2 separate regions of the Mus musculus genome follow, and region 1 is linked to region 2. Evidence: chromatin contacts called from public HiChIP or PLAC-seq data. All regions are on one chromosome and are shown on one strand. The core of a region is the stretch at or near the end of the contact, and the rest is flanking DNA. Distances in the headings are between cores, read along the strand shown. Region 1 has its middle 5.8 kb from the start of Gm3596. Region 2 overlaps Rad51b (RAD51 paralog B).

The links. HiChIP or PLAC-seq counts read pairs in DNA pulled down with a chosen protein or histone mark.
Region 1: a contact with region 2 is called in an H3K27ac HiChIP or PLAC-seq map of heart atrium, with 5 read pairs. The contact joins two enhancer-like sites. A contact is called at or near these places in 1 of 39 promoter capture datasets (the 3T3-L1 cell line), 3 of 484 Hi-C or Micro-C datasets (the C2C12 cell line, cerebellum and nephron progenitors), 1 of 115 datasets of contacts at active chromatin or transcription factors (heart atrium) and 1 of 9 other capture datasets (embryonic stem cells).

What each region holds. Positions count from the first base shown.
Region 1 is chr12:79,834,952-79,840,407 of GRCm38.p6, reverse strand. It overlaps a transcript of Rad51b not described here. Among named protein-coding and RNA genes, the nearest start is that of Gm3596, 5.8 kb to the right of the region's middle. Within about 2 kb of position 2,012, at least 103 of the 459 cell types and tissues checked have an H3K27ac peak or open chromatin away from gene starts, as enhancers often do. A contact at or near this core is called in heart atrium, where this site is marked.
Region 2 is chr12:79,730,344-79,735,437 of GRCm38.p6, reverse strand. All of the region lies in intron 8 of Rad51b (RAD51 paralog B), which reads right to left. Among named protein-coding and RNA genes, the nearest start is that of Gm36048, 66 kb to the left of the region's middle. Within about 2 kb of position 2,542, at least 50 of the 459 cell types and tissues checked have an H3K27ac peak or open chromatin away from gene starts, as enhancers often do. A contact at or near this core is called in heart atrium, where this site is marked.

The DNA of each region.
Region 1 (5,456 bases), core at 763-3,262, 110 kb before region 2:
TGTTCTCATCTCAGTTTCTCCCAAATACTCAGCCCATCACTCCCAGTGCCTTCTCCTCCTCCATGTAGCAATTCCAGGGCCCCCAAGTCATATCCCCATTCTACCCTCCCTTCAAGCCCAGTCCCAAGAGTGAGAAAGCAAAGAGCTCTTGTATTCTTTTGAGCAGGAGAAAGTCCGTTGAAAGTGGCTTTGCTTTGTTGTGCCCACTTCAGAAAAAGATCAAACTGCAGGCTCCACGAAGAAGAAGGGAGGCTTCAGGCAGGAGGAGGAGGGGCAAGCCTAAGCAGGGGGTACAGAGGCTCTCACAGAGCCTGAGGGGACAAGATCCTTACAACTAACCAATATATGGCCTGCTCACAGATGGTCTCATTACCCCAAACCAGCCTAGACAATACAGCTAGAACGTTTCCCAGCAGATAGATAGGCAACCATCTAGTCTGAGGAACTGAGTTAGCAGTATCTACATAGGACCCCTTCCCTTCCTGAGAGTTCTTGCCTTTCAGGTTCCCAGGGAGGAGCACAGAGCACATGCAAGGAAGCCCTTGAATAGGCACTGCTTCAATTCAAGCCTTGGATGCTTAGGAGGGGCCTCGGCATCCCACAAATCCCCCAGTGCACAAAGCTTTGAGGCCAAGTGTTCAGTCTGTTTGTTCTTTGAAACAGGCCCTGGAAGCCAGGAGTTATTTGTTTCCGAAAGGTAGGCGCGCATCAGGTGGGTGGTCGCTGCACTTTCTGTGCTTTGATTCCTGCCTTTCTTTTCAGGACCACTGAGGGGTTTATTTTCCTTCTCGCAGCAGTGCTCCGGGGCTCTGCTGTACACTGTATCTGTGTTGGGTTTTCCCACAGGCCCCTGCAAAAGCAGTCCACTTGCTTTCAGAAGGCCCTGGGCGGCCCCGTGAGGGGGGAGCTGGTTGCAGCTGTATGCCCCTCCTTTCTGCAGCAGGCTTTGATCAGGGTTTTTTTTTGGGGGGGGGGGGAGTGATGGGGGTGTGGGCTGGTGCAGCCTGACCTCCCATCTCCAACATCTCCCAGGTAGAAAGTTCTGTTCAGCCTGTCTGTGGCTTCAAAGGCCCTGCCCCTCCGGGCTGGGACAAGTCTGATAATGGTTCCCATTTTTTGTTGCTGTGTGATCTTCCAGCAGCCCTATCTTTCAGTCGACAGGATCCTGCTTGTTTGGTTGGGCTGCTCCAGCCAAATTGAAATCACCTTTCTGGTTGAGGAAGCACATTGATGTCTGTCTTCTCCCATTGAGACCCCTTTGATGGCTCAGACATGGCCTTCTAGCTCAGACAAAGGTGACCCGGGCCATGGCAGCCAGACACCTGTCCAGTCAGAGCCCGAGCCTTGAACAGGGTGGACATCTGCTTGAGTCTGCAATTCAAGAAGAACACTCCATTTGGCACTTGTGTCCTCGGGAGCACACAGCTTAAGGAAAGCCAAGGCTTTCTGCTCTACTTCCTCGAAGAAATCCAGCCATGGTGGCTGAGGCGGCATCCTGTTCTCCATGCTTGAACTTGAACCTGGGACACAGCCCAGATCCCTAAAGTTGACTACAGTTCCCAGGAACTTGAGCTGCTCTGAGTTGAGAAGCAGGCAGCCAGCCAGTGTTAGGCAGGATGTCCCTTCCTAACAGTTGTGGCCTTACAGGTTCAGTTCTCAGCCCTGGGGCATGAACAACAAGTAATGGGGCCCCTCCAAAATCTATTTCTAGCTCCTACCCCAAACAGTTTCATCTGTCAGTCCCCAGGGTTGAGTCAAAGGACAAGGGCTGAGCCACCAGTGTGCTGCTGTTGGTCTGGAGAGGGGTTGCGGCTTCCCTGGAAGGCTGGCTGACTGCTCCTCTGGGGCAGGTGGGGTTAGGCTGCACATTGCCCTTTGGTTTCCTCACATTTAAAATGAGGGTGGCCAAGGGCAATAGGAGAGCATCCTCCTTCCTCAGTCTGATAGCACAGGGCTCTTCCTTTTGACTGTACTCAAAACAACCAGGGCAGAACAATGAACACAGGAGGAGGCCCAAGGGAATTTATCATGTGGCTGTCCCGTGGCAGTTCCCTCTCTGCCTTTATCTCCTACAGAGGTCTGTGTGGGAGGAAATTCTGGCAGGCTGCATTTGTCTCCCTGGAGTGGAGAGAAGCTGCAATGTTGGCCTCGCCCCAGCCTCAGCCATAGCAAGGAGACCTGAGCCGTCTCCCAAGACTCTGAAGATGTGCCCACCAGAGTGCAAACCTGCAAAGAAGAGACTCCAAAGAGTGTCAGTGTGCCCAGACCAGCCCAGGTCCTCCTCTCTGCTCCTGTCACTGCGTGACAGCTTTGTAGACACTTGTCCTCTGTTGTTGGAAAAGCAGGGGGCAGACACAGCAGTGAACACAAAAATTTCTCACACCAGGGAGGTCACTTGCCTAGAGAATTCATCCTTTTCCCCAGATGCCTGGGAAAAGAGAAAGGACCTCCGAGCCTTGCGGCGATGAGGAAGTTAGCCAGTTCCAGTTGCTCCCTGTGAAAGTAGATGTTTTGCAGCATCTGATCAGGCCATCTCATCTCAGCACTGATTCATTTATTTGTATAGTGGGGGGTATACGCATGCAAGTAGGTACACATGTGTGTACAGGTGTATGTGCAGACTTCATGAATATGTAGAGGGCACAGGAGGAAGTCAGTTCTCCTACTATGGTGCTCTCTGCCTTATTACTGTGAGTCAGTCTCTTGTTGACCCTGGAGTTTGCAGCGTTTTGGCCAGACTAATGGCTAGCAAGCCAATGATCTTCCTGTCTCTGACCATCCCTAGTCCTGGAGTGAGAGGTATATGTGGCTTTTAACATGGCTGTTGGTGATCTAAACTCAGGTCCTCATGCTTGCAGAGCAAGTGCTATTACCCACTGAGCTATCACCTCAGCCTCCCATCTCGGCATTCTTAATTTCATTCAGTCCATATGCAAAATCCTCCCTGCCAAGGGGAAACTCTAGTGCCTTTGCTGCCAAGATTCAGAAACTAAGGAAAACAGTTCCTATCCGGCAGCTAGTCACTGTGGGATGTTGGCCCACCATTCTTTGGGGCTTGAGCCTTTTATAATGCTACAAATTGAACACGGGAAGACCTGGGTTGAAGGTCACCAAGTGATCTTGACTAGGCGACCTGACATCTCATGGCCTCAGTTTACACATCGGCAATACTAGAAACCTCAGAGGACTCTTCTCACTCAGAACTGCATGAGATAACGTCTGTGATGTACCTAGCACACGCTAAGGATTCTATAATGTGACCATTATCATTACCATCCTTTCAAACGCTATGCAGGTCTGACTGGTCGTCCTCCTCCCTGCTGAATAGCAACCTCAGAGAACAGTAAGCCCTACTCTGATGTAAGAAACAAACTCCGGGTGGGAATGGGGGGCATATAGGTGGAGGCAGACCCCACAGCACAAAGGTTAGGAATGTCTACCTGGGACACCAGTAGAAAACTCAGGGACAGATCTGAACATAACCTGATTTTTTTTTTCCTCTCTGGCCATGTCACCTCTCAGGTCAGACACAGTGGGCTGGTTTCTTAGGACTTCAGTGACACATTGGCACAAACAACATCATTTCTCACTCAGTAGACAAATATTCTTTCACACTTTTGGAAAGAAGTCTAAAATTGAGATGTCTGTAGGGTTGTGTTTCCTCCGGAGGTATGAGAGACTCTTTTCTTGTCTCACATAGTCCCAGAGGTTCCAAGTGTCCCCAGACTTGTCCCCAAACTAAGCACTACATAACTTTGTCTGCCTCTGGGGCTGAGCTTCCTCCTCTTCTTTGTGTGTCTCTTAAAAGGACACTTGCACTTCATCAGAGACATGTGGCCTCAAGATTGCAAGAATCCTAACTTGATTACAATTACAAAGACCCTTTATCCAAATAAGGTCACATTTACAAGTTATAGGGTCAAGATAAAACACATCTTTTGGGAGGATCAATCTTCAAATGAGCACATCGCCAGCCTTGCAAAATGTCCAGGTTGATTAAGACTAAAACATCCACAGAAAGTGTTCTTCACCCCACGACAACATCCCTGGACCTCCACTTGGTTCTATCATTCTCATGGCAAAAGCTGGCTTTTAGTTCACTGTCAATTAACAAGAGCAGGAATCCTTGCACCAGAGAGTGGGTCTCCAGCTGGCCCTGCATCCTGGAGCTTCTGAATCTCAGCCAGAAACTGTTGTGGAAAATAATAAAAAAGGAACCCACCAACTCTCCCCAGGGCCGGACCAAACTCCCGTTCTCCTGCCACTGATGTCAGCTTCTCCATCTAACCCCAGCAGCATCTGGCTCGCTTGTCCCTGGAACTGCTGGCTCCCTCTCCACCATCGGCTCTATCCTACATTCTAGTAACCAAATGGAACCGCCAACCCCGTGGTTGCATATCACAGCACCCAGTAACCTGGTAAAATCAAGACTCTTAAAGCTTAATTAACCAATCAGATTTATGTATCAATAATATCACAATTTACAAGATGCCAATTCAATAATTTCAGAGCCAATTGATAATGATAAAAGCTTTATCCCAATTAATCAAACCTCATGATACCACAACTACTTGTGGCTGGTTAACGCCACACAGGTTCACGTCTGTAGCCATCTTCCTTCTCCTCCTACCCTGAGACACCCCCTGTCTTAAGCTCCGCCTCCCCTTTCTCTGTCCAATCACAGACCTCCTCTGCACTAATGTAATTGGACAGGGAAAATCCTGCGACTAGATACACTGAGATTTGGAACCCTGCTTTGCCCTGGAGGCTGATGAGCAAACTGTGAGGACTTGTCTGTATCGGCTTGCTGGGTCCCAGGAAGTACTGATTGGTCGCCTGATGCTCAAACCCTTTACCTTCTCGCCGGTCTCCCATCCTCCCCAGGCCCTGCACTTAGAAAAGGTCTACATACCTAGGGCGCCTCTCTTTTTGCCGACGCTTCTTCTGGCCTTGCTCTGGCCTGATCTTTTCTTTGTTTCCTCCTTCAGCCTCTCTCTCAATCAATCTCAGGTATCCATGTCTAACGGAGTACGAACGGACTTTCTCATAGGGGTTCCTGAGCTCCTGTTACAAGGCCTCCTGTCTTATTGGAGTTTCTATTGCAGTGATAAACACCACAACCATAAACAACTTGGGAAGGAGAGGGTTTGTTTCAACATACCACTTTCGAGTCACAGTTCATTGCTAAGGGTACTCGGGGCAGGAACTCAAGGCAGGAATCTGGAGGCAGGATCTGGTGCTGAGGCCATGGCGGGAGTGCTGCTTACTGACTCGCTCAGCCTGATTTCTTATAGCACTCAGGACCACCAGCCCAGGGATGGCACCACCCACAATGGATTGGGCTCTCCCCCATCAATTGCTAATTAAGAAAATCTTAATTAGCAGATCTTCAGGCCAATCTTATGAAGGCATTTTATTATTTTAATTGAGATTTCCTCTTCCCAAATGAGTTTAGC
Region 2 (5,094 bases), core at 1,293-3,792:
CGGGGTAGATCTGGCTGCCTTCTATTTACTCTTCACACCCTGTCATACCTCTCCTCTCTCCCTGGGAGTGACAATTTCATTCGATCCCCCGGCAAAAGGATACCATTTACCACATCACCTTGGAAGCCTAGGAAATCAGCCCTGGACAGAAAGTTGGAGAGAGCCAGAAAGGGGATTTCCTATGTTGGCCTGCCAGTCCGCCATTTCTCATCAGTTCCCTTGTTTCCCCTCAAAGCACTTGGAAGACTCTCAGCGAACCCTGTTGACTTAGTACTTGGAAAAGTGCATGAGGTAAAAATGACCTCCAGTTTACAGACCTTAGTCAGAAAGATCTTGTTGGTTTGGGTTTTGAGACAGTGTTACTGACCTTGCCTCCTGAGTGATAGGATTTCAGAGGTATGCATCCCTAGGTAGAAGGATTGATTTTGTTGTTGTTGTTTTGTTTTGTTTTTTCGAGACAGGGTTTCTCCGAATAGCCCTGGCTGTCCTGGAACTCACTCTGTAGCCCAGGCTGGCCTCAAAATTAAGAAATCTGCCTGCCTCTACCTCCCGAGTGCTGGGATTAAAGATGTGTGCCACCACGCCCAGCCTAGGATTGATTTTTTAAAATCCACTCGTTCATTTACTTACTCAACATTCAATAAATACAGAGTACCTGTATACACCAGGAACTGGGCTGAGACTAAGTCCAAACTGATGTCATGTGACTGACACCTGGCAGTGCCAGTCTATCCTTGAATGAGAAGCCCCATTTACTATTTCCTGAAACAAGTAGCCCTGGATCAGCGCAGTAGAACGACTAACAGATACCCCGTCTACTCTCTCGCCATTCCAAGAATAGGAAAGCTTTGCTGGAGAGAATGAATCAGGAAACACCAGGTGATTTTTTATGGTGAAATTATCCTCCTTTCTATAATGGACATCATGCTACCAGACAATGTCTACTGAAAATCAAAAGGGATAAAGGCAGTGAGATGCCTCAGTAGTAGAGGCTCTTGCCACCAAGCCCGAGGACCTGGGTTTGATGCCCAAGACCCACATGATAGAACTCGGTGACTAACTCCTATAAGTTGTCCTCTGAGCTCCATATATGCACCCTGCCCACACATGTGCACACAAAATAAATAGATAGATGGATGGTATGCACAAATGCATTTTGTAAAATATGATTTAAAATGCACAACTAAATTTAATCTTAGGTTTATAAGGGTTGAGAGATAAAAGAAAGGTAGTCTCAGTTGATAAGGTTGATTAACAATGACTTATGATGCTCTGATTCTTTTTAAATCTTCATGGGTGTTTTTTTTTTCTGCATGTATGTTTATGCATTATGTGCATATAGTACATAAGGAGGCTGGAAGAAGGCATTTGATCCCTCAGAAATACAATATTAATTGGTTGTTAGCTATCATGTGGGTACTAAGAACTGAACCTGTGTCCTCTAGCAAAGCAAAGCAACCAGTGTTCTTAAACACTGATCCATATCTCCAGCCTTTGACCTTTGACACTCTCTCTCTCTCTCTCTCTCTCTCTCTCTCTCTCTCTGTGTGTGTGTGTGTGTGTGTTTAGGTATATGAGGCTGCATGTGTGTTATGGTACAAGCGGAGGGCTGAATATCCGTCCTTCCTTGTCTTCCTCCTTGTTTAAGGCAGGGTCTCTGTTCTCCTCTGTCTCAAATACCAGGCTCAGTGGCCCATGAGTTCCCAGCGATGCTCTTGTTTCCCAGGTCCATGTAGGAGCACCAGGATTACAGACAAGGGTTACAGTACCAGATTTCCACAGGCTCTAGAGGTTTGAACTCAGGTCCTCATGCTTATGTGGCAAGTTCTTTTCCCACTGAGTTATATCAGCCCAGCCCAATGCTCCAAATCTTAAAGGGAAAAGCAGCCTTTGTAAGAAACACACTCTTTACAGTTTCATGGAAAGTTTTGGCGAAGGAGCAAATATCTTGATTGTAAAAACAAAGGAAGCCCATGCATTGAGAGAGTTAAGCGTACTGTGGGGGGAAGAAAAAAAAAACTTAAAACGAAGATGTTTTGCTTTATAGAAAATTCTATTGATTCACGGAGTCCTTTTAAAAAAACAACTATTTGAGATTCCCATAATATACCGAGAAACCTCCAGAAAATGTTACATAAGTTTTAGAATCACCAATTTAAGAAACTTATTATTTATTTATTTTTTTCAGTGTCTTTCAACTGTAATTATACTGTCTTTATAATAATAATTAAAAAAAACTTTGGTGGTAAGAGTATAAAAATTTTAAAAATCTCATAGAACTTGCAGACCCCAAGTCCCAGAGCCCACAATTTGAGAAATATTGATTTTTGTCTCGCCTTTGCCTTTTATGGGTGAAGGAACAAATGACTCTCCTAACCACACAGATGGCTCTTAGCACAATCCAGCCAGAAAGCTAGGTCGCCCGGTTTCTAGAACAGTAGTTTTTCCTTCTTTAGACAAGGCCTCCTCTGTCTGCTACTCAGCTCACTATCTGTCCCAGACAGACACTGGCTTTGTACTAGTCCAGAGATGGGGAAACAGATGGAGGCAGCAGGTTTGAGGGGAAGTGCTGTGGGTGTGGCTGCCGTCACTGCAGCTGGGCCTGCATCCGAAGGGAAGGGTCTCCCATGGTCACATTCTACTGCGCATCTTTGAAACAAAGAAACGTTGGGTGGAAAACACAGGCAACTTTAGGAGGAAGCATTTCTGCCTAGCAAGTTTGGGCAGAAAGTTTGATGAACATGGTCCTGAGCTAAGAGCCAGAGAGGAGCTCCAGAGGGATGAGGTTATAATTCAGGGTGGCCAATTTAATCAGCTCATATTCATTAAACACCCACAAGCACGTGGTGCTTTACAGCTAACCCCTTCCCTCACGCAGAAGCATCCACAGGCCTGTTTTAATCGGGCCACCCTGTTCATGTTGGGAATCTAGCCAGAGTGTTAAAGCAACTGCTTCCCTTCCTAAGAAAACAGGGTAGACTTACTACCGCGAGTAAAGGGGGAAAGCCCCTAGTTTTGCATCCCATCCTAAAGCTGGGAAGGACACAGGGAATCTGTTTTCCAAGGTTGGTTTGTAAAATTCAGTGATATATTGATCCTTCCTCTTTCAGACTGGCAACATCCCATGCCATCTAATTCTAGGCTTTTTCCTGCAGTTTTCTTGGGTGGCATCCCTCTCTTTTATCTGAGCTGAACTTGAGCACTTATAAATATTCCCACAGAGGGACTGAAGCATTATGGCCCTTGAGTTACTTATAATTAGCCAATCAATGATTTTGAGCACTTCTGGCCCTTGGATAATGAACTCATTGCAAGTAAAGAAAGCTTGTTCTTACCGCTGGCTGTTTGAACTGCCAAGAATGTTTTCGGCCCCACTGATTTACCAAGCAACTTTTGATTACTGTCGGATGAGAGGACTGACTGAGGCTGCTGGGCTGAATCTCTCTAAGAGCTGGGGTTGGCAAACTTCTGGTAAGAGGTGGTCTCTGAAAGCTGGGGCGCCGTGCAGTGCATCATACAACGTACATCCCTGTCTGAGGTATTAGCAAGTGTTCTGGCTTTTCAAAAAAAAAAAAAATCTCCTGTACTTCTCTGCAGCATGTCCCCAACAGAGAACATTAGGTCATCAGGAAAGTCTGAAAGACTGTCCTGACACTAGGACATGATGCTAGTCTTCTCTTACATGATGCGATCGATCCACTGGTAAAGATCCCATGAAGCTTAGTGAAAGACTCCAGGTATTCAACTTATAACCTAGAACACAAAGTACAAAGTAGGTGCTCAACAAAATATTGTGCTCTTCGTAGTTTAAGGGTTAAGGTAGGTTCATGAAACAAAACCAGAGGCAGGATGGCTTCGAGTATCTCCAAAATTATGACCAGGGAAAACAGGTGTTACCGAGGCTTTTAGGTGAACAACCATAAAATAACAATACCCTTACAGTTTGTAAAACTCCGTAGGTTTCTCCAATAGCTCTGCAGTGGATATATATGAAATGAGCAGGTTTCTGTCTCTTTAGTTCAGGAGTAGCCAGGATCCCTCTATATTAAGAATCAGAACCTTGCCAATGTGTTGGAAGCATCATCTCACAACCTCCTCCCCCAACGTTAATCTTTTATTTTCAACTTGGTGACTTTCACTTAAGCCAGTGTCAACACTTCAGAAACCCTACCAGATTTATAGATTAAGACTCTCCAAGCCAATATAAGGCCCACAATTCTCTTGTGTTTCAGTTACCTAATGCCTTAAGTCATTCGACAAATGTTTACTAAGTGCCAGTTATATATGCCAAGCAAAGACACAAGGAGTAGAAAAACAGTCAGGAGTGAGACAGACCAGTCTTTATAATGGCAGGCACACAAGGGACTGTGAAAGGGCTTCTGTGGTGAAGTGGACGGTATTCTGGACATGTAACTGTGGGTCACATCCAGGGCTATACCTGAGGTCTGGGAAGATGTCCCCACGAAAGCACTATGGAGAGAGATAAAGGCACAATGACCTGAGTTATCAATGAGAAAACAAAACCATTGTTTAATTATTACAGTTTGTTTGCCAGACTCAAACCTTCCAAGTGTGTGTGTGTGTGTGTGTGTGTGTGTGTGTGTGTGGTGGTCTGCAAAGAAATGTGGAAGTTTGGAAAGCACTGCTCTAGTGGGGCACTGGAGGGTGTGGGCAGGGGGGCATTCAGTATTACTATCATACATGCACAGATCACAGAACACCCTTGAACTAGACAGGGTTCTGATTTGCCTTTCAGCCCTCTCCAGACAGAGACCGAAGCATTGTGCAAGTTTGAGGCTGGTTAGTGCTTCATAATAAAACTTTTTTTTTTTTTAAAGAAGGGGGACAGGCAGGGAAAAGACCCTCGAATCCTGTTTCTTGAAGTGCAACTTCCTGTTATCAGCCACAGCTCGGTGGGCTTTTAAGTACAGAGTATTAACTAGCTCTTGGTTGCTAAAGCAGCTTCATCTCCACTAACCTTTACACACTATGACTATGTCAGTTTTTCCAAGAAGGAGGAATGGATGGAAAGCCAGGCCACATCTTAATAAGGCCCTGGTGAGCTAATGGGTGTGATTATTTCATTGTCTCGGA